Regions from separate parts of the Rattus norvegicus genome. Here region 1 is linked to region 2. Evidence: chromatin contacts called from public Hi-C data. All regions are on one chromosome and are shown on one strand. The core of a region is the stretch at or near the end of the contact, and the rest is flanking DNA. Distances in the headings are between cores, read along the strand shown. Region 1 has its middle 66 kb from the start of Lin7a. Region 2 overlaps Acss3 (acyl-CoA synthetase short-chain family member 3).

Region 1 (6,366 bases), core at 2,400-4,899, 280 kb before region 2:
AAGATGCAAAAAGAATTAGTAAAAAAGGGTAACTTGTAGAGAATTTAGAGAAAAAACATTTTTCCTCTCTTTATTTTGTTTCCGTTGAAGCAAAGAATGTTCTAAAACAAGTAATAGTTTTCCTGCTATAATCAGTAGTGTAGAGGTGACTAACTGCGTCAGGAAAGAGTGATGAAAATTATTCCACAGAACTATTTTGACGTCCCAGAGCAATGGTTACTCTTAGTGCAAATGAAAAGAATCTGTATATTTGGGTGTTAAATATATAGGTATTTTTCACACTTATATTTCAATTAAATGCATGCATTTCCTATCATCAACATTGTAAAAGTGTTATTTTCTTTTTCTCCAATAATTAATAAAAAATCATTTGGATATTTTCCTCTTTAATTTTTGCTATTTTAAAAGTGAAGGCAATTATGACAGGAAGAATGACTCCATTGATTTGTCATTCATGAGAAACAAATTTTAAAACATATATATATATATATATATATATATATATGTTTGGCTTTCCCATCTTCTAAGAATACTTCACAGAAGGCTCGATTATTTCTCTATTCTATAAGACTTTGGGTTCACTACTTTGATGATAATTTGATAATTTTTGGATCTGGTAGGGAATATCCTATTCTTCTTGGAATGACATCAGTTATGAAAAGGCAGGGGTGGGGATTCTATAACAAGTTAAATGGAGCTCTCTGAGCTCTTGGTGCTAAACTATGAACATCTTTTCTCTTCTCAGTTCCTTTATCTGTCAGCAGACTTGTCATTGAGCTAGCTAGAGGACAAATCACAGTGTAGAGCCCTGAGTACTGTACCTGTCCAAGGATACCATGGATCCTGAGACAAATGAGAGGTTAAACTCATCTCAGTGAGATTTACTGATCTTCCTAGGGATTCCACTACCTAGGAGCACAGTGGAAACAAACATAAGGGATTCCATCTGAGAAAATGAGCACACGATCCCATCTTCATACCGCTCTCTCAGTGCCTGCTGGTTTCTAAGCGAGGATAAAGCAGTGTTCTTATGAAGCTAGAAATTAAGTTTGCATCCTTAATGGCTCATGGTAATGAGCCCACAGCCAAAGAAAGGTCTTCCTAAACAGTTTGGGCGAATGGTTCTGATTATTAAGAGAAAATGAGGTTGCTGTTAGGCAATTGTAAGGGATATAAAATAAGGGGAAGATCTCTTGAAATTCTTTCCTTCCTCTTTTTTTGCACTGGGAGATGCTAATAGAAGACTACAGCATTTCCATGTAGATATAGTTCTAGGGTCTGGACACCAGACCTAGTAAAGGTCCCCAGCAGTGAAATTACCTGCTGAGCAGAAGGGAGGCAACACACAGCTTTCAGAGACAAGATTATTTAGTATCAATTGTTGCTGCCTAATCCACTTCAGGAATAACTGTAATACCCAGCTATAGCTTCATTTGTATATGCTAGCATATATAATTTTATATGCAGTAATTTGATAGGAAGCAACCTAATATCTTATGTGAAGGTTTGTGAAAACATGTTGTTCCTAAACCTCACCTTGATTTAAGTAGCTGATAGAATTTAGTTCCTTGTTTTTGTAGACAGACTCTCTATTTTAATAAGAAATAGTTTCAATAGGCTAGATTTGCGGGAGCTGTTTTATTACTGTGGATAGGTTCTGAACAGCCACAGTAGTGAATATGTTACACAGTATTTTCCAGAGAGTAATTAGCGTGTATCCTGGTTCCTTTCCTGGCTCCATTTATTTCACAGTGGCTGGAGCCCTAAGGAACACATAGTCTAGAATATCTGCCAGCCTCTCTCCAGTTTAGAATCTACCAAGCGGAGGCCAAAAGCTTTGAAAGGTCGAAGACAAGAAGAAACTGTTATTCTGTGTCCAGGAGTGAATCCATGTGGGTTTCAACAGATTGTGACTCTTTTGTAACCAAAAACCCGGGCAATTATTCTCTTGTTGTTTTGGTGATCAGAGAGAATGGAGAGAAGATTCCTCTGAGGCCGGAACAATACTAGACTTCTCACAGCAGCCAATGAAACGAAGGCAGAGTGAGTTCTGTGTTTGTCCCCTCATCTGCCAGCCCTACTCAAATAGCTCTTGGCTCAGTTAGTTTGTTTCTGTTTAAAATATCAAATGCACAGTTTCTTTCTGTCTTTCTTTTTCTTTCTTTATTTCTCTCTCTCTTTCTTTCTTTCTTTCTTTCTTTCTTTCTTTCTTTCTTTCTCTCTTTTTTTGGTAAAAAAATTCTTTCCTTTTAAAAATAATAGGTTTTACTTATCCTTTAAAAATTTCAGGTATGTATGCTGTGTGTCCTGATCATACCATGATGTGCACAGTGGTATGGTAGTAGCAGGAGTAGGATAACCAATTTGTTTCGTGCTTGGATTTGCAATCTGTTCCACAGGACAGAATTCATGCCTGGTAATGGAAGAGCTGTCAAAACCCATGGATATTGAGAAATTTAGCCCTTGGGCAGATTTAATTGCTGTTGCTTTGCTAAATAATTGTGTTCGTCAAAGTTTTTTCTAAATATATATTTATTTCCATAGTCTGGAGCTGCTTTTAACCTTGATCAGGGAAGCTTCTCATTGTAGTGGATACTGGTATACTTTTCTTCTTAAACTATATTTAAGATCACAATATTACTGCAAATAAGTCTGAAGATTGGAAATTTGGCAACAACACTAACTTTAGCTTTCTATTTTAAATAAAAATGGATAGAGCAGCTTTTAAAACAAAAATTGGTAAATTTGCTTTTTAAATAAAAATTGATAGATCAGCTCTTCACCCTGAAAAACTCCTTTATCCAGGCATTACAGGATAAGAAATGAGATAGCAGATTCATGAGAAATATCATCAAAATCCTATATTCTAGGTTGGGGAGATGACTCTGGCAGTAAAGTGCTTAAAGCATGAATATGAAGACCTGATTTCAACCCCCAGAAAGCACATAAAAAAGCCAGACATAGTGGCATACTCCTGTAACCTTTGTCGGGGGAGGTGGGAGAAGATGGATGATTCCTGGTGCCCAACAGTTAGCCAGCTGAAAGCAATGGGACATTCCTAAAGCACAAGCTGGGTGAATCATTGGGAACGAAATCAAAGGTTGACCTTTGACCTTTACATGATCATAGGACTGCATACACATAGGGTTGCACACGCTCGTGCACACGAACACACACACACACACACACACACACACACACACACACAAGAATGCACATACATACACGAACCTCTACTTTGTAACGTAATTGCATTGAATTAATACTTCTTAAGCATGTACACAGTACTACGCTGTTCTGGAAAATTCAAGTGTACTATAATTTAATTGAAGCCTTGTCACAACCCTTTGAAAAAGACACTGTCATAAATATTTGATCAAAGAGGACTAAGGACAGGAACTTGTGGACATCACGGAATTTGAAGGTGATGAAAACACATTTGTGTTCAGGCATTCTGAACAGGATGTCACTCATTTTTTAATTGTGGAAGACAGGTACCATGTCCACTCAAACAGTGCAACTGGGTTGAAGCTAAAAAGCATGGTAAAGGAGAATCTTCCAGAAAGGTACTTCAATTCCTCTCCCCGACCCTGTTTCGCTGAGAGATTTAACTCTTGCTCAATTCACTGATGGTCTTTGAAATAAACTAAAGGTCAGTCCAAAGAGATGCAATCAATAAAGTGGCCAGACAGCAGCTCTCTAAGTTAACATTCAACCCTCTCAACGAGAAGAAAATAACACATGAAAGAAAGGGTAGACATATTATAAGAGCTAGAGGAGCAAAGATTTTGCTAGGACATTGTGACTCCTAGTAGAATCAGTACTCCACCCATGACATCTCACAAACACCGCCTGAACATGAGTAGAGCAAGGATGGCAGCAGTCACTAATAGAAATGCTAGCATCGGAGGAGGAAAGCTCTGGAAGCCTCAACCCTACACCACAGGCAGCTAAGCAATGCTGAGAAGAGGAGAGCTAGTCTTCCCCTGGGAATAGCACACTGATTGGTTATCCCCTAAAACATACATACAACTAACATTGTACTGACTGAATATGTTACATTTAGGAGTGTGTGTGTTTGTGTGTGTGTGTGTGTGTGTAACAAGGAAATATGAATAGAAATATGAAAGACAATGAATATGGAAGTGAGTGGAGGAGGGGTATAAGAGAGGATTTACAGGGAGAATATGTATGGGGGGCAGATAATGTAATTATAATCTCAAAAATTAAAAAAATTAAATTGCTAAAGTGGATCACATAGGTATGTATAAGTTTTATGTAAATTGGAACATGAATACACAAACTTCCCTTGGACCTTTGTGAACACATTCCTCTCTTCCTCTACAGCACTGGCATTGGCTAAGTTGACAGCTAAGATTGATAGAGTGCGTATTGGCTAGGCACTGCACCAAACATTTCATGTATGTATTCTGTATATCTTATTTACACTTAAGTATTGATCCCATTTTACTGACTACAGGTTGAGGGTTAGGGACTTTATTTGTCCATTCAAAGGGACACAAAATGATACAATATAGTTTCCCTGCCCAGTTATTCTAAGCAGGGTACCTACTGGCTAGTTCATCCTCAGGATCTCATCATGGGATTGTAGTTTGCTCCTTTGGGAAAGGTCTAATTGCTTCAAGGCATTGAAGAAATTCAAATGTAAGGTTCTCTCTCTTCTCTCTATAAATACCTTTGTGAAAATAAACTCATACCCAGGACCTAAATTAAACTAAAGTGCCAAAGAAACGAGGACAGTACCCTAAAATAAAATATACTTTCAGCTCTGTGGATGGTAGTTTTATGGGAAACTTCTGGTTCTCAAAAACTCTGGATTTATTTCCTACAGAAATAAACCTTTATTCTCTTCATTTAATAGAAGATGGAATAACCCAGAGAATAAAACACTCTACACTTCTAAGGCAGAGTTTTGCATATGTCTTGGTGTTTGAAGCAACCTGAAGGCATTTTTTTCTCTTCATTATTGTCTTTCTCAGGTGACATGAATGCTTTCTTGACAGCATTGCCAGGTGAGGGGGTTCCTGGAAGGCTTTTCAACTTCACAACTTTGAGAGGGAAAGATTAATGAATGTCAGCAGATGGCCGTGTTGCATATTCCCTTGCGCTTCATTTTTGACCTTCATTACACGCACTAACTGGACTTCTGCCCTGTACCCACAGCTACCAGTCTTAGTTTGGTTAGGTTTTCATCATTAGCTACCCCTTAAAAACCTCACTGTTCCCTTCCAAGGCAGCTCTCCTCCAAGTGGCTCATTAGCCTCCTCCTCATTTTCTATCGCACTTTGTGGCACTTAGCACAGTCACTATACATTTATGAAACTCTTCATTTCATGGTAACCATCTTCTTCGGCCTGGGGATTGTGTTATATTATAGAGCTGGGAAGTTGGTTTAGTCATGATTCCTGGAAATTAACAATGGGAGATTACAGCCACATAGGAGAATGAAGGGACGGTGAAGCAGCATTTATATTTTTTTCCCAGGAGAATGGCATCTTTCTATTTCAGAATCTCGATGGATCAGGAGAATAAAAGTCATCAGGCTTAGAGCAAGAATATTTCTGGTCATGCAGGTATTTCAGTTAAGCACTGTCAAACAATGAAGGCATAAATCAAATTTACTTGGAATCATTTATTATGTACACACTAATTTTGAAGTAAATCATCCAGAACTTGAAGCTGTGCTCAGCTTTAAGGTGGCTTAACCAGTAAAGGCCCTTGTCACAGTCTGAGGATTTCTCTCTCTAGAACCCAGATGGTAGAGAGGATCATTTCTTTTTCTTTTTTTCCTTTTGTTGGCTTTTCTAATTTACATTTTAAATGTCATCCCTTCCTGGTTTTCCCTCTAGTAACCTGCTAACCCATCCCCCCACCCCCTTCTATAAGGGTACTCCCTCACCCATCCAGCCGCTCCCTTCCAATTCCCTGCCCTGGCATTCCCTTACACTGGGGCATCAAGCCTTGACAGGACCAAGGGCCTCTCTTCCCATTGATGCCCAAAAAGGCCATCCTCTGCTACATATGCGGATGGAGCCATAGGTCTATCCCTGTGTTCTCTTGGGATGGTGGTTTAGTCCCTGGGAACTCTGGGGAATTTGGGTGGTTAATATTGTTGTTCTTCTTATAGAGTTGCAAACCCCTTCAGCTACTTCAGACCTTTCTATAACTCCTGGGCTGGAGAGATGGCTCAGCTATTAAAGACTAGGCTTATAACCAAAAATATAAGAGAGGTTCATTTCTAAAAGTTGGACTTTCACTTTCCTATTTGCATTGTGATATGTGCACACACACATAATAAATTCACATAAAATTTGAGAGCCTCACCACATGTAAAAATGAGCTGGA
Region 2 (6,197 bases), core at 1,622-4,121:
TTGAACACTTGGTTGATGGTACCAACTCTAGTTAACCAAGTGAAATAGCCATTCTTCATTCATCCAGTCAAATAGACACTATGTAGCCCACCAAATCTTAATGTTGCTTACTCTGAGTGAGCATTCTGTTAGCTTGTTCTTCATAAGCACTCTGTTATCAAGACTTGCAACCAACTATAGAAACTACCTAAGAAAATCCAGCACAACATATGTCTGTATTTTCAACATATGGAGTTTAAAAATGTGAAGATTAAGATTATAAAAATGCAAAGCCGTTTGGAAGGTCTACAGACAGACAATGAATTCCTTTCTTAAAGAACTAATTTAGCATGTATTACTCTCTGCTCTGTGCATGGAAATACTTACAACCCAGGACCTCAGAGAAGGGATGCAGTCTTGAGTTCTATAACAATCAGGACCATGTGAGGTCACACATTGGATCTGTACCTAATGACTTTGTGTTTCTTGAGCAGTCTGAGCATTTTGCAAAGAAAGAAACTGCAGTTTCACGGTGGCTGCATAAAAGAATACAATCAACCAGCAACATCAACAAACAAAAACAACAACTAAACACTTGAATTTTAAAGGTGGCATATTCCTAATTTTTGTTGTGTTTTTTTCTATTTACTGGGTCTTTCTGACTTCTTATTCTACTTTGCCAGGTGCTGTGTGTGTGTGTGTGTGTGTGTGTGTGTGTGTGTCTATGTGTGTGTGTCTGTGTGTGTGTGTGTGTGTATCCATTAGATATTGGAGTTTCTTACATCCTTCAAACTTTTCTTCTTGCTACTTTGTTCCACAATGTGTCTAAAACCTCCATTGTCCTATTTTGGTGGGTCACATGTAAATGTAGACAGTCAGTTCATGAATCCTCTCAGATCCCTGTATACAACTCTTCCACTTGGGTATCATCAAGGCATCTGAAGGTCACATCTCCATGGTGATTTTTCCTAAGCCCACTATTTCTAACTAAAATCTTGAATCATCATCTACCCACCTTACACGGTTGTCCTTAATTTCTCTAGATTATTCACACCACAGATCCAAAATATTATCACATATTGACTATTCTTCTTAGTATGTGTTTGTATGTACTACCAGAGTTCAGTATATAAGACTCTCAGAGTATTACCCTGTCTAAACTGACACTCCCACAATAGTTATTCTCCATACTGAAATCATACTAAGTCTGTGATTCTCTAGATTTACTCTTTGCTATAAAAAGCCAGTCTGAAAATATATGCAGTATGGTTCTAGTTAAATGGATAATTATTGGATAAAGCAAAATGATCATTGTTATTAAGCGTTCAAGGATAGGGGTATGGATGGTCAGGCAAAGCAGTTGTATGGAAGCCAGGCAATTCTGTATGTTGTACAGTGGTGACACATCTCATAAATTGTTAGAACCTATAGATTCCAGGAAAGATGCACAAGTATGTGGACAAGAGTAATGGCAATGTCCAATATTAGTTCTTTTTAATAATAAATCTGCCGCTTTGGTACCGGTGTGTCAGGGAGATTGTGGATATGTGAGGGTACATTCTATTGTGAAGTTTCTACTTTCTGCTTAGTTCATTATAATTTTATGGCTACAGTAAAAAAATATGCTTAAAAAATTCACTGTGACCTTGTGATGCCTCTTCCTGAAGCTGCTTCATCCTTTCCCAGTGTGGCTAAAATAAAAGTTGAATTAAGTTCCCTAAACAGCTCCCGTTTAGTAGGTAGCGGCTTCTCATCTACAGCCACCATTGTCTTCCTCCGCTCTCAGCCTCACCCACTTCCTTCTCATCTGATTGGATGTTGCATTGTTTCGCTGAGATTTTCTTGTGCCCCCTCCTCCTTGTGAGGTAAACATCTACCCATATATTCTTACTGTCATCTCCTTTTCATGGCAAACCTCCTTTAAGTGCTAAAAAATCCCTCTCTAGGTGGAAGGACAACCCATTGAACAGAATACTGTGTTTATTCCTCAAAAATAAATTCACCCCTTCATCATGGGCATCCTCATTAAATAGGCGGCAATGAAATGAAGTCAAATGTACTCAAGGCTTCCCGTTAAAGGCCTGTAGGCTTTGTTTACATACTTGTTACAGCACGTTCTTTGATTTCATTAATAAGCAATTAAGAAGAAGCAACACTCTCTTCCTTTTCTGGGAAAGCTAAGTAATTTCTCTTTGTCACCGTCAGCCCTTAATAACAACCGTGACAATTCTAACTATTCACCTCAGAGGTAGTGATGCGAACCAGTCGGGAATTTCTGGACAGCAGCTCTGGATTTCATGATTCTTTTTCTTTCTTGATTTTTTATTGGATATTTTGTGTATTTACATTTCAAATGTTATCCCTTTTCCTGGTACCCCCTCTCCCATTCCTCCTCCCCCTGCTTCTATGAGGGTGCTCACCCACCCGCCCACTCCCTCCTACCTCCAAGCCGTGACATTTAACTACACTGAGGAATCAAGCCTTCACAGGACCAAGGGCTTCTTGTCTTGATGCCAGACAAGGCCATCCTCTGCTACAGATACAGCGGGAGCCACGGGTCCTTCCACGTGTACTCTTTGATTGGTGGTTTAGTTCCTGGGAGCTTTGAGTGGTCTAATTGGTTGATACTGTTGTTCTTATGGGTTTCTTATGTGTTAAGATTATAATCATACATGTCACCTAACGGCACGTCTCTTCTCACTACAGTCAGTCCTTTCACACGGCACTGTGACTGACTGCGCTGTGGTTGGCAAGGAAGACCCCTTGAAAGGTCATGTCCCATTAGCACTCTGCGTGTTGAAGAAAGGTGAGTCTCGTTTGTCATCCCTGACTGTTTGGCCCGGAATGAGTGGCATTAATTTGGTGCTTAACAGCTCGACTTTCTCCCTAGACGTAAATGCAACAGAAGAACAAGTTTTGGAAGAGATTGTGAAACATGTTAGGCAGAGCATTGGCCCGGTGGCTGCTTTTCGAAATGCAGTTTTCGTCAAACAGTTACCCAAAACCAGGTCTGGCAAAATTCCACGGTCTACCCTGTCTGCCCTGGTCAATGGCAAGCCTTATAAGGTAAATGAATCAGAATCTTTATTGCTGGAGTAATTTTCATGACGTCTTTGGCACCAGAAAAGCTTTATTAGGTTAAGATTTTAAATCCTGAATTCTATCTCCACCGAACCATTTTCCTAATCTGTAAGGAGAGCTTGAGAAGGAAGTGTTGGTTAAGATCACGTGCTTCATCCTAGGAGCTCTCGTGTGAACTTTGCTCTCGGCAATTTTGTAAATTTCAAACAGACTTGCAGAAATTCTTTCCTTTGAACTAAACGTGCAGGTCGCTTGATTTCAGTCACTAATGACCATCCATGATGAGAAAGTGAAGCATCTGAGAAGTATGAAATGTTTTAACATATGACATCTAATTGCTTTTTACTGTTATGTGAGGGAATCATTTTTTGAAACTCTGGACTGATTCAAACACATGTGTATTTCAGTGTCAAGGCATGCTATTGGCATGGTCACCTTTAATTTCATCAAGACTTTTATATAGTAATAACAACAACAACAACAACAATAATAATAATAATAATGTTCTAAGCAATTTTCAAAATAAATGAACAAAAACTCTGGAGAAATATGTAGAAATATCAACAGTTTTGCTAAACAAACTCTTTCCTTCACTATCCCTGAAGATGAATATTTAAGTATTTGGCTGGAAGTTCCCTATCTTGTGGGTGTTTTATAAAATTATTGGGGGTATATACTCTATATGCCTATAGTCCTAGCATTTGTGAGGTAAAGCAAGACTGGGTTTTCCTACCCTAGGCATTTGAAGCCAACCAGTACCCATGAGACTCTTTCTCAAAAAAATCAAAATGAAGTTAAAACAACAACAAAAATGGGCAGTAAAACAAAACATGTTATTATTATTATTATTATTATTATTATTATTATTATTATTCACAATGAAGTTCAAGGGAGGTTGCTCATCTGACACTGGCCATTTATTTTCAGGTAACCCCTACAATTGAGGACCCCAGCATTTTTGGTCACATCGAAGAAGTACTGAAGCAGGCTTTGTGATGTTTACTCTTTTGAATCCCTTCGTCTTAACTTTCTAGCTGGATCTAGGTCTTCTATTTTCTACAAGTAAATACTTGAAGAAAACATTTCTCATCAACTGAGCTATGAGCTGTAGTGTGTAGTTAGTCTGGTGGCCCCTGAAAGGCTGTACATTGTGTTTCGCGGAAACCTGTTTGCCCCCTTACCTCTTTTCTGTAACATGGATCATTCTACACTATCGCGTGTGTTAAGGAGCATGTTAAGGAGTATGGCTTTGCTAACTCGTGTGCTTCCCAAACACATTTTAGTGGAGAATATCTGTACTACAAATGCACTTTCTGGAGATAAAAATCAGCCACACGTTGATCAAAATCTAAACTGAAATCTAAGTCAGAATATAATTTACAATGCTATCGTAGAGACTCCAATGTTGTTTACTGTTCTAAAGATGACTGCCATGCTTCCAGGTAATTAGCAAGACAGGATAGGCTGCCTAGCAACACAGGACCCAGGGTCAAGCACCACTGCCTGGTTGCTTGTTACGGGGTAAGGGGAGGCATATATCTGGCAGAGAACCTAGCTATCCTTCCACCAAATATTTTGAGGAGATAAAGACTTCTGCAATCCCCTGTCATGGTTCACTCTGTGTATCTGGATGCTTTCATCTTTCTATGGAATCGAGGGATGCCCTTCACCTAGAAAGGAGTAACAAGAAAGATCTTATAAGAAATTGAAATTTTTTCATCCTCTGCTAGATCTCAATACATTTTCAGAACTTTGCCAATATCAATGAGCCTTCTCTCTTCTCTGTGTCTGTCTCTGTCTCTCTCTGTCTCTCTGTCTCTCTCTCTGTCTTCCCTCACCTCTGACAAGGATGTGTTTCCTAGGTTGTCCTCACAAATCCTTGTCCCCCTGCCTCTTATTCATAGTTGCTGGGGTTAGTTCCAAAGTAGTACTTTTTCCTCCTATAAGGGTTGAACCCAGAGCCTTGTGCGTGATAGGAAAGCATCTTCCACTGAGCTGGATCACTGGTGCTCAATGAATTCATGTTGGTTCTTGAGGTGCATATCCCAACAAGTGATTTTTAAGAACAATGCACAGCCTTAAATACTAGAAAACCATGCACTCCATCAAGAGTGCAGTTCTATCAGATCCCAGAGAAATGGCTCAGGAGAGAGGCTGTACCAATACTGCAAGAGCCTCTGGTTTTCAAGAGAACCCCAAACATTTACTCTTAGTGCAAATTTTAATTTGAATTTGAATAAATTTCAAATCATCTAAAATCATGGTCTAACATACATTTCTTCTATAAAACGATGGAGCCTTTTAAAAACTGGAATTAAGCCTTTAATAAATTTATAGAAATTCACCCATTTAATAGAGCAGAAAGAAATTGTTGATTAACCAGCTTAGAGCTCTACACTTGTTATTATTGTTAGAATGTATATTTAAATTACAAAAAGTTTACTGTGTTCATTGAATCTCTGAGAGGACTTGGAATAATTTCTCAATTCTTCGGATTCTTTTGGAAACATGATGAAGAGCACAATGTCCTCACAGAATAGCCCAAAAATGAAATATAAATAAGCAACAACAGATAGGCATTTACTGGCCATAAAAGCTATGCGTATCTTATATAGAGCTCTTGTTTTAGGCCTCTTTGGTCTGTGTTCTAACTGATAAGTCCAAATACAAGAAATATAGGTGAGAATTAACAGATTGCAATTTATTTGTTAAAAGTTATATATGTATAAAGGCCCCTTTATATTTAAAGGCTCTTAGATAAAGGCTCCATTTTAGGCAACTTTGGGGGCAAAAATGGATAATAAATGGCTTCTCAAAAGGAAGTCTTATTCATTAAACTACCTTCTTTATTGGTAACATTGAAAACAATATCTTATCATCTTTAATTATTTTGGTATTCTGAGTTAAACTAACATTTTGTAACTTGTAGCTGTTGAGTTTCTTGAATTATTCATTGTACATGTACATTTTACCCATTATCACAACTGTTGGGATTACAAATCAATGATTTTTAATATGTTAGCATCAAAATACAGTTCATTACTTTCTCCACATGAATCAGGTGCTTTAACTAAATTTTTCATTTTGATATTTGCAAGTTAGAAGAAACTCAAGCAGATCTAAGACTTGAGTAAAGT

Evidence for each region. Hi-C and Micro-C count contacts between places; a contact is called where the count stands out from the background.
Region 1: a Hi-C map of liver shows a contact between it and region 2, with 2.0 times the contacts expected there. The contact joins two enhancer-like sites. A contact is called at or near these places in 2 of 12 Hi-C or Micro-C datasets (kidney and liver).

Annotation. Positions count from the first base shown.
Region 1 is chr7:44,404,859-44,411,224 of GRCr8, reverse strand. No RefSeq gene overlaps it. Among named protein-coding and RNA genes, the nearest start is that of Lin7a, 66 kb to the left of the region's middle. Within about 2 kb of position 3,649, at least 4 of the 93 cell types and tissues checked have an H3K27ac peak or open chromatin away from gene starts, as enhancers often do. A contact at or near this core is called in liver, where this site is marked.
Region 2 is chr7:44,128,240-44,134,436 of GRCr8, reverse strand. It overlaps Acss3 (acyl-CoA synthetase short-chain family member 3), which reads left to right. Exons shown (of 16, transcript NM_001414941.1): 14 at 2,686-2,785; 15 at 2,870-3,045; 16 at 3,988-6,197. The coding sequence ends at 4,056. Among named protein-coding and RNA genes, the nearest start is that of Acss3, 210 kb to the left of the region's middle. Within about 2 kb of position 2,871, at least 2 of the 93 cell types and tissues checked have an H3K27ac peak or open chromatin away from gene starts, as enhancers often do. A contact at or near this core is called in liver, where this site is marked.